3 separate regions of the Zea mays genome follow, and all the other regions are linked to region 1. A link is a contact called in public Hi-C data. All regions are on one chromosome and are shown on one strand. The core of a region is the stretch at or near the end of the contact, and the rest is flanking DNA. Distances in the headings are between cores, read along the strand shown.

Evidence for each region. A called contact is a pair of places that touch in the nucleus more often than the background predicts.
Region 2: a contact with region 1 is called in a Hi-C map of ear, with 2.2 times the contacts expected there. The contact joins the enhancer-like site here to the promoter of LOC100273887 in region 1. A contact is called at or near these places in 2 of 25 Hi-C or Micro-C datasets (ear and tassel).
Region 3: a contact with region 1 is called in a Hi-C map of tassel, with 2.6 times the contacts expected there. The contact joins the promoter of LOC100284001 here to the promoter of LOC100273887 in region 1. A contact is called at or near these places in 3 of 25 Hi-C or Micro-C datasets (ear, leaf and tassel).

What each region holds. Positions count from the first base shown.
Region 1 is chr1:218,411,833-218,415,223 of Zm-B73-REFERENCE-NAM-5.0, forward strand. LOC100273887 reads left to right here and starts at 1,734. Exons shown (of 3, transcript NM_001367343.1): 1 at 1,734-2,263; 2 at 2,438-2,947. The coding sequence starts at 1,936.
Region 2 is chr1:218,261,130-218,264,520 of Zm-B73-REFERENCE-NAM-5.0, forward strand. No RefSeq gene overlaps it. Among protein-coding and RNA genes, the nearest start is that of LOC100273887, 150 kb to the right of the region's middle. Within about 2 kb of position 1,707, at least 16 of the 20 cell types and tissues checked have an H3K27ac peak or open chromatin away from gene starts, as enhancers often do. A contact at or near this core is called in ear and tassel, where this site is marked.
Region 3 is chr1:218,540,964-218,544,354 of Zm-B73-REFERENCE-NAM-5.0, forward strand. LOC100284001 reads right to left here and starts at 1,659. Exons shown (of 3, transcript NM_001156899.2): 1 at 1,365-1,659; 2 at 823-1,238; 3 at 216-734. The coding sequence starts at 1,558. The coding sequence ends at 601. It overlaps LOC100217199, which reads right to left. Exons shown (of 11, transcript NM_001143558.1): 11 at 2,422-3,126.

The DNA.
Region 1 (3,391 bases), core at 484-2,983:
GCCTGTAGTGGTTGCAGGGCTCATTCAGACAGCACTGGAGGGCATGCATGTTCTGTCAAGGCATCAGGGCTCCGCGCCTGGGAGATAGATCATCTCATCTACTCTACTACTAGTCTACTACCCAGGCAACTCAAAGCAATGCAAGAGAGCCTGTTTATTGTTGGGACTCGTACCCCGCCCAGCAGCTCTGCACATTTAACAATCCCACTCATGCTTTTGTTTCTTATTATTATTATTATTATTACAAAAAAAAAAGAAAATAGGCCGAACCTGCTGCCTGAAACCCGCATGCACCACCTGCAGGGGCCTCTATTTAATTTGCGCTGGTCTCGTACTTGACGTTGCGTCCTGCTGCTCCTTTGAGATTCCTGCTGGAAGATTGCGATCTCTGCCTTCTTTTCTTTTCTTCTTTTTTTTTAAAAAAAACAAAAGGCATCAGTTTGAGTACTTTTATTGGCTAAGTACGAAAACATTAACTCCCGGTCAAGAGAAAGGTGGTGTGTGTTTGTGCGTGCGTGCGTGTGTGTTTAATAAGGCCCAGCAGCCTCCCTGAGCTGGTCGTTTTATATGGCCAGTCAAGCGTTGCAGAGTAGTATATTGTCTATGCATTACTACTTGACTAAGCAGCCACTGAACTCTGCACAGGTCTACTTGGCCCTCAGAGTACACATTATTCACCGGCCAGTCGTCGTGCAAAGAGCACAGTTTCTGTTACCGCTGATGATTGGATGCCGTAATTAATAGCCGGTTCCCATTCCCGTCCAGATTTCCATCGCGATTCGCGAGGAAAAGCGTCCGTGTGTGTGTACACGCGCTTCAAACTGTTGGGCGCATGTACACGTACGTACGCTCGGACGTACCGATCCACTGTTGAGAGTGAAAACTGAATGGGGAGGGGGAGAGAGAGAAGAAAGAGAAAGAGACCAGTAGCAAGTAGTAGTAGATCGACGATCAGGCAGGCGGGCTACAGTGCTAACCTTCTCTCTCTCTATCTCTCTCTGGCCGTGCGTCGTCCTTGCAAGCCACACATGTGGTGAGATGACATCTACACGTGCGGTGGGGACGCCCGATGCTTTGTTAAACTCGGTGAAAGCCATGAGAGATGGCAGCGGGCGGTGTGGTGGTAGTAGTAGACAGCTGGGACAGTGACAAGCCTTGCGTGCAGTAAGATCTTCTGCGCCCTTACCTTAATTACCCCTCCTCCGCCTCCAGTTTTTACCGCGCGAACCCTAGTAAAATAACTCCCGCCAGTGTGCTCTCTCTCTCTCTCTACGACTATTTTTCACCCCTTCTTTCCCAGTTCCGTGCCTTGCACTTCGCCTTTTCAAAAAGCTTTTGCCATATGCAGTACACATGTGTTAATAGAGTAGTAACTTTCTTTTCTTTTGCAAACTGATTGAGATCCAAAGCAAGCAAGCAAGCAAGCTGTATGTACTTGCAAACAACACCCTTGGTAGCTATCCCCCTCCCGTGCCCGTGCCCGTGCCCGTGCCCTGCAATCCCCGACCCGGAGCAGCAGCCACCACCGGCGCGGCGTCCCGCGAGCCAGCACAGACGATCCCTCCCCATTCCCGCCCGCACTGCCCAGCACCAGGAGGAGCAGCTAGCCTATCCAACAGTGAAAAGCACACACGCGTTCCGGACTCCGGACTACGCCCGGCCCTCCCCTCCCCTCCCCCTCCTCCTGCGGTTTTTAGACAGGGGAGTGCGTGCGCCCGAGCGATCCGTCCATCTGACGGGAATGAGAGGGTGCGTGCGTGCGTGGGGGAGAGTGAGATGCCTGCCTCCCTGTAGCGTGTAGGAGTAGCTCTGGCCTCTTCCTCTACCTCCAGCCGTGCGGTTTTCTGCTGCGGAAGAAACGGGAGCAGTGTCGCTCGTCCCGCTCGCGCGCACATCCTCAACTCGTCTCCGTCTCTCCCGCGGCAACTGACGACGATGCCGTGCTCGTCGCCGGCCCCGACATGGCTGCTGCGAGTGTCGCCAGCGGCTGCCGCGGCCGACCAGGCCGCCGCCTCGTCCTCGTGCTCATCCAAGGGCGGAGGCCGCGTGCTCACGGCCGGTACCACCACCATGGACACGGCCGCCACCGCTGCCGCCGGCGGCAATGCCGCCGACCTCCAGGAGAGCAGCAGCAGCGGCCAGTCCCGGCTCGCGGCGCGCGGCCACTGGCGCCCAGCGGAGGACGCCAAGCTCCGTGAGCTCGTCGCGCTGTACGGGCCCCAGAACTGGAACCTCATCGCCGAGAAGCTGGACGGCAGATCCGGTACGCGCGTCCATCATCATCATCTTGCATTGTGGTAATCTCATCTGACTGACCTCAGCCTCAGGCTCAGCTGCACCGATCATCCATCCCCATACAAAGACACTGTATACATACATTTTAACAACAACAAGGTTTAGCTCCGCATGGCCTATTACTGCAATGCTTGCTGCGCAGGGAAGAGCTGCCGCCTCCGCTGGTTCAACCAGCTAGACCCCCGGATCAGCAAGCGCCCCTTCAGCGACGAGGAGGAGGAGCGCCTGATGGCTGCGCACCGCTTCTACGGCAACAAGTGGGCCATGATCGCGCGCCTCTTCCCCGGCCGCACGGACAACGCCGTGAAGAACCACTGGCACGTCATCATGGCGCGCAAGTACCGCGAGCAGTCCACGGCCTACCGCCGCCGCAAGCTCAACCAGGCAGTCCAGCGGAAGCTCGAGGCAGCCTCCGCCGCGGTCGCAATGCCGCCGGGCGCGGGCGCGGGAGACGTCGCCGTCGGCCAGCACCACCACCTGCTGGCCGCCGCCGCGGCGGCCCACGCCCACGACGCCGCCTACAGCTTCGCCGCGGACCCCTACGGCTTCGGCATCCGCCACCAATACTGCACCTTCCCGTTCCCGCCAGGCGCCGCTTCGGCTGAGGACCCGCCGCCGCCAACGCAAATACATCCCTTCTGCTTGTTCCCTGGTGAGCACTCCGGCAATCCCTACCCGGCCCGCCATTACCTGCTAGCACGACACCGCACTCGCACGCCACGGATGGGATGATGTATGTATGACAGGCGGGCCCCTGCTGGCACAGTAACTCCCGGCTGATTGTTGCCCCCCACCGAGTCCGGCCGGCAACACTGGCTAACAGACGAGCTCGAGAAGCTCGCGGAGCCCATCTATGAGCGAGTGCGACGGGGACTGGTCTAGTGTTCTCCTAGCCGCCAGTGATGGATCATGGATTTTCTTTTATTTTTACTGTGACCTAGCCGGGCTTTGTTTACAGTGTTCGTGTGACGAGACCTATCTATCTACCTGAGGGCTGAGGCTGAGGGGAGGGGCTAGCTGTACCTGTACGGTTGCGGCTGCTGCGTTTGCACTGTAGAGGGTGGAGGATGATCGATCGATCGAGGAGAGGAGTCCG
Region 2 (3,391 bases), core at 457-2,956, 150 kb before region 1:
GAGTATACACCTAGTTGCAATCAACAAGCAAACAACGTTGCAACTGGAACACAAACACACCATGCAACTGTAATCAATGAGTAAAAACAGAGACTCAAGTTTGCAATTAGAGTATACACCTAGTTGCAATCAACAAGCAACAAACGTTGCAACTGGAACACAAACACACCATGCAACTGTAATCAATGAGTAAAAACAGAGACTCAAGTTTGCAATTAGAGTATACACCTAGTTGCAATCAACAAGCAACAAACGTTGCAACTGGAACACAAACACACCATGCAACTGTAATCAATGAGTAAAAACAGAGACTCAAGTTTGCAACAAACGATGCAACAGAAAATCAACAAACCACGCACGGTGGAGCAACAATTTTTTATTGTTTTTTTTCTTACCGGATGGAACAGCTGGGCTGCATCCGGAGTGACCAGCGATCCAGGTGGAATTGAAGGCGGTGGCGTCAGCAACGTTTTGTGATGCAAGGGATCACCTGATCCGCCGCGTACACCCGCTCCCGTTGTCGCAATCGGAGACGGCAATATCGGATCAGCACCTCCAGCCATAACAATCGTCAAGGAATTAGGGGAGGAGCATCGAGGCGATTCAAGGTGCGGCAGCGACGGTGGGGCCATGGATCTAGGGTTAGAGGATCGGAGGAAGGAGGAGACGGCGGCGGCGCGGTGACAGGGATGTGATCGGTGGCTGCGGGGTATAGGGTGGCGCGAGGTCAGGGAGGCGCGCGGCGGCGGCGGGAGGCAGGGAGGCGCGGGAACAAGACGGCCGAGGGCACGATGAGGCTTGATCGGGGTGTATTTATATATTACGCCTGGGTGCATTCAATATAGAGAATGCACCCAGGTGCATTTTAGTGCTGTCGTATATATATATATATATATATATATATATATATATATATATATATATATATATATATATATATATATATATATATATATATATATATATATATATATATATATATATGATATATTTTAGAGTATGACAAATATATACGTATAAAAATTTAAAATAAAATGTCTCTAATATATTTATCTATGTATAGAGGACGATATATAGATGACGCTGTTCAAAAGTAATAGATGACGCTGCTCAAAAGTAAGGTGATATGGAGAAGAATATAAACAGCCGACACAGAGTACGAATATAGAGGATGTTGGTGTGGACCGTATAAGAGAGATCGACGGATTGCCATAGAAGATGGCCGAGAGCTACTGCAGCCACGTAATACTTATACACGGATATATGCACGTACTGTACATAGCTAAACTAGGACATGGAAACGAAAATCAAGATTCAAGGGCCCTGCACTGCACCCGGCAGGCAGGGCAGGAGTGACCGGGCGGGGACGGCAATGGTTGGCGGGCGTGGATCAGCGTCACGTCGGCTCGCCTGGCCGGCCGCACGCGCGCACGAAGTCGTGCGCAGACGAGGATTCCTACCCGGTGTCCGCTGGCTCACCCACCCCTCTGCTCGCGTCGGAACAATCTCGCGTGTGATTGCGTGTCGCTTTTCCTCATACAGCGCCGGGCGCGCGATCAACTTTCTGTACTTTTTAATAAGAGGAGGGGGGGGCGGGGCACGCCGAGTGTCCGCCGTGCAGGACGGTGCCTCTGGATTCTCCGGGTAATAGGATGCATCCACCCACTGCCCAACGTTGTCAAGGGCATATAAATGGGCTTCCCGCTACCTGCCTATCCGGCCTAGCTAGGCCTGTCCGATTAGTACAGGAGCTGGCTGTACCCTGTCCATGCATCAGGCCAGGAAAGCAAGCCCTAGCTACCTACGAGTAGTACCAGTAGCTTGTCCATCGACAACAGTGAGCTTGCTTGCTAGGCCGTCCATTCTGAATGGACACAGGACACAGTGAGTCACTGGAGTTTTGGATTCGTTTAATAATTCAGACCAAAAAAAAAAAAGCCGTTCACGTCCGAATCACAGGAGGAACAGTACTTAAAAACTTGTTTATATTAGACCCAAGTTGTAGAAACCGATGCGGATTAAAGCCAAACAAACATGTTTTGACATATTTGTTTCAGCTTATAGAAATCTAGATTATATAATCCAAATTATAATATGTTGAGATTGTAATCTGTATGTACCTGTTTGGTAGTCTTGATTATACGTATGTAGATTATTATTCTCGCATAGACAAAGTCAATAATACCCTCTTTTGTTTAGTCGTCTTCCTTTTTCCTTTTTACGGTTCTCTAGCATTCTATCGATTCATACACCTATTTGCAAAATTGTAAATTAAAATTATATCATTCCATACACCTTATTTTTCCACTAGAAAGTACTCTCTCCTAGCAAACAATGCATTGGCATCTAGTATTGAATGTTATTCATGTCTCCCTCTCCCCCATCATATCCCAATTGGCTTGTATTAGCTTGATTAGTTCAAGCATTAGACATGCAGTTCTCATCTCGATCACGCTGATCAAAACTCTTCGTCAGCTGTCCTACTGTCCTAAATGAAATTATGTAGAGCCATGTATGCATGCATTATTTTTTATGTGAACACAAGGTGGACTTGTCCCTTGTGGTTCGGCGTAACACCCTGAATTTAGGGTATAAAATTTCTTTCTAAATATCTACCAAATTTAGGTGTTACTCTTATATCTCTCTCTAGCTTCTCTTTCTTTTCCTTTTTAGTAGATTTAGCTTAATTAGTGAGTGATTAATTATTTATTTTTGTTAATTAAAATATTATGAGTCAGGAAATGTTTGCATCATGCTGAGCTTAAATATTCTTTGAATTGTTGCACATGTTTGAATTAGTTTGAATTTGAAATTTGGTTTGAATTTGAATTGAAAACCTAGAGAAAATAAAATAGAAAAACAATTAGAAATTTCAGGAAAAAAGAAAACTCTAATTCGGCCCAGGTCTGCCCAAACCGGCTGTTGGGGGTTAGCTTCGTCGCCGAAGGTCATGTAAGAAGAAATACATTTGGAAGATCAACACAGAAGCAACGCCGAAGCTACCATCCAGGGAGCTTCGGCATAGTGACACGCCTTGAGACGAAGGGTTGCACCGACTTAAAGATCAAAAGACCGATTGGTCCATGATAATCTGTGTCATGATTGTAACCAGTTATAAAGGACATGAATGTAAATCCACACAGGCTGCCCCCGGTGCCTATAAATAGATGAACAGCACCCCCGTACTGTTCACGCTGACTTGTACTCGCTTGTGCATCACGCTTGTATTTTCTGTCTTCTGTCAAGCCGAACGTACAAATGTAATTCAATATTGCTCTCATTCATTTGTAATTATATAGTAAAGACATATTATGATGTCATATAATTATCCATGTTATTTCCCATATTTCATATGCTTCGTCTTTTATTGATATATACTGTGATGATGAAG
Region 3 (3,391 bases), core at 409-2,908, 130 kb after region 1:
ACACCACAGAAGTAGCTTCCGAATAAGGGCTTGTTCGTTTTGCTCTCAATCCATGTGGATTGGGTGGGATTGGATGGGTTTCAATTCCAAACAAGTCAAAATCTTTCACAATTTTTTTCAATCCCATCCAATCCACATGGGATAGGAATAACCGAACAAGCCCTAATGTGGTTGCTTACCATTCTCAGGGCTTCCGAGTAGGTTGAGTTGTTTTTAGCTAGAAGTCGTACGTGCTTGATTTATATTAATTATAAGTCTACTAGTTCTCGTACTAATACATGTGTTTCCACATTGAACCATACGCTGGCAAGCCAGAAGTAAGCGCACAAAACGAAACCCCATGCATGGGGATATACAGATGATACTGATCAAACGATCTCTACCCTTAATATCCCCTTCAGCTAATGTACATACCAGTCACTCCTCAGCCCTCGCTCCCTTCAGACCATGCATGCATTGCAACACGGCCCGAATCTGTACCCTCCAGATAGATTAACAACACACACAAACTGATCCAGAAAGGAACTTAAGGTTTCAATGTTTGCCTTCCAGTCCATATCAGCTCACCAGCGATGGATCGTATCCCTCCTCGACCTCGACTCAACCGGAGAAGGTCTGGATGATGGTGTTGTGCCATGGGTCAGACAGGTGCTGCAGCAGGTTGTCGAAGGGCCCCTTGCCGGTGACGTTGTGCTGGATCAGGAAGCCCAGGAACGCCAGCATCGCCAGCCTCCCTGCACGCAGAACCGGATGATGAGATCATAACCGTCGTCAGAGAAGGATCGGAAAGTGGCCGACGGTACTACTACTACTACTACTCACCGTTGGCGAGCTCCTTCTCCTTGGCCTCGAGCGTGGGCGCGAAGTTGAGCGGGTTGAAGACGCTGCCCGGGTAGCCGCACTCGTGCGGCGGCAGGCTGTAGCTCTTGAAGATGGGGTCCTGGTTGACGCTGCCGGGGTTCTTGATGTCCTGCCACCGCCGGATCTCCACGTAGTGGAACAGGATGAACTCGACCACGAACAGCGTGGACGACGACGCGAAGTACTCCGACTTGCCGGCGTCGTACCACTGCGGCGCGTTGATCAGCCCGGCTTTGGTCAGCACCTCCGGGATGAGCATCCCGGCCACGCCAAGCATGGCCCACCGGCCGTTCACCAGCTCCGCCTGCACGAACCACCGCAGGTTCTCGGGGTCCTCCGCCAGGCCCAACGGGTCGAAGCCATTGTCACCCGCCAGGCTGCGCGCGCGCGGTACGTACACGTACATACATGGGCGATGGGCATGTCGTCAGTCATCTGCCAGCCATCGCTGCGGGCGGGCTATCCAGTGTGGCCAGACCAGAGTTAGCAAAAGAAGCACTGACCTGCCGTCGAGGTAGGAGGGGGAGGGAAGGCCGGGGAGCCACTCGCCCTTGGCCTCCGCCTTGAGGCTGCGCCTCGTGGGAGACGCGGTGCGGCCGAGGCGGCTAGAGTGGCCAAGGAAGGCCGACGACGACTTGAGCGATGCCGACGACGGGCGAAGGGCCGCTACCGGGGCGCGGGCGGTGACGGACGCCATGCTTCCCGGGGACTGGGAGCGAGGAGATGGATGGAGTGGCGGAGGGAGATCAAGCACGTTGGTTTTTTGCCGCCACGAGCAAGCCTGGTTTGTATTAAACTGCCGCCTGCCGGGCCGGGGCGGCGGGTGTGGCCAGGAGACGCCGGCTGCGGCCGACGGCGGAGATACGCCGTGCGGACGGATCGGACGGACGGGATGCTGTCTGATACGTGTGTGGCCAATGAGAAGCCCCGTCTCTTATCCAGCCAGCGTTATCCTTATCCGGATGCAGGGAGGGATACGGGGGAATCAATGAGAGTGTTGCCATTGGATGGGAGTGTCAGCCATGGCTAGTGTTGGCTGCCACGTCGGACAGGCAGGCGTGAGGAATGTCTGGTCCAGATCGATCCTGTTTAGATTATTTAGCGCTGCGGTGGCCTAGGAAAAAAACATCGATCGCAATCATGGCACTGACCGACCGACAAGAGTATCTTCCTGCACGGCAAAAATTTTTGGATCAACGGTTGACTTGGAGCCCAACAGGCAACAGTAGCCAGTTTTGGATCAACGGTTGACTTGGAAGCCAACAGTAGCCTCTTGGTGCTGTACTGCTTTTTAGTTGGATCGTTTCGCGGGATTACAACGTTTGCGTTGTTCATTACTTGTTTGCAGCATTGTGTGATGGGTGTCAATTGATTGCGTTGTTTATTGTTTGTTTTGTCGCACAGGGTGATGGGTTGGCATGGGAACGGATATGAAGAATAAACAGCACATTTCCATACAAAATGTGCCCAAGTTAAAGTTCTGAATCGGAATGATTCAGCAGTACGTTCTCGGTGCTCCAGTACTCTACCATAGCACTGCTTGCTACAAAAGGCACGGCAAGACCAAAAGCAAAGCGCAGTTTTTTTTAAAAAAAAAAGATGCGTAAGAGATTCTTGAGGCATCAAAACTACTCCAACATATCTCACCACCAATATACCATGCAAGCTAATAGGTAAACACTATCTTTGACAGTTTTACAGACACAGCAGACGCTGATGCATTCTTGCGAAGGGCGCTCGCAAGTTACAAGTGCTACAGCGCACTTGCAAAATTCGCAAGATTGCATTTGCGGACCACAATTGTCGCAGGTAACAATGCCTGATTGCTCTCTGATAATATTGAACCAAAACCGCTTACTTCGGGTAGTAAATCGATTGGCCAGCTGGTGGTGCGTGCGGCGGAGCACCAGGGGGCATGCTATACTGTGTCATCTGCTGCGAAGCCTGAAATGCTACTGGTGGGGCACCGGAACTCGATCCAATAGCAGGATAGTGAGGCATGGAGTTGGCCATTAATGGTTGGTTGGGGTATGCAGTCGATGCAGATGCAAAACTCCCTGCCTGCATGTTAGGATTCCAAGCAGCCACCTGTCCAACTCCAATAGGAGTTGAAGTCGCTGTGCTTGCATAAAAAGGAGCAGCTGGTACTGATGCAGTGTTCTGCCATGCCACTCCCGGAGACCTTAGAACTGGCGTTTGTGCAGCAGCTTGCAGCTGCACGTTAGGGTCTGAAAGAGTGTAGTCCCTGCTTCTCTCATCATGTGCCTGAATGCAAGCAAATAGGTAGCCAATTAGAATAAGGCAAAAGCAGGCAGTACTAAGGGGTGTTTGGCTTCTAGGGACTAATTTTTAGTCCCTCTATTTTATTCAATTTTAGTCCCTAAATTGCTTAATACGGAAACAAAAACTCTATTTAAGTTTCGTATTTTAGCAATTTAGGGACTAAAATAGAATAAATGTAGGGACTAAAAATTAGTCCTTATAAATCAAACACCCACTAAGAACAAAAAAAGATGTTCAGAAAGCGTAC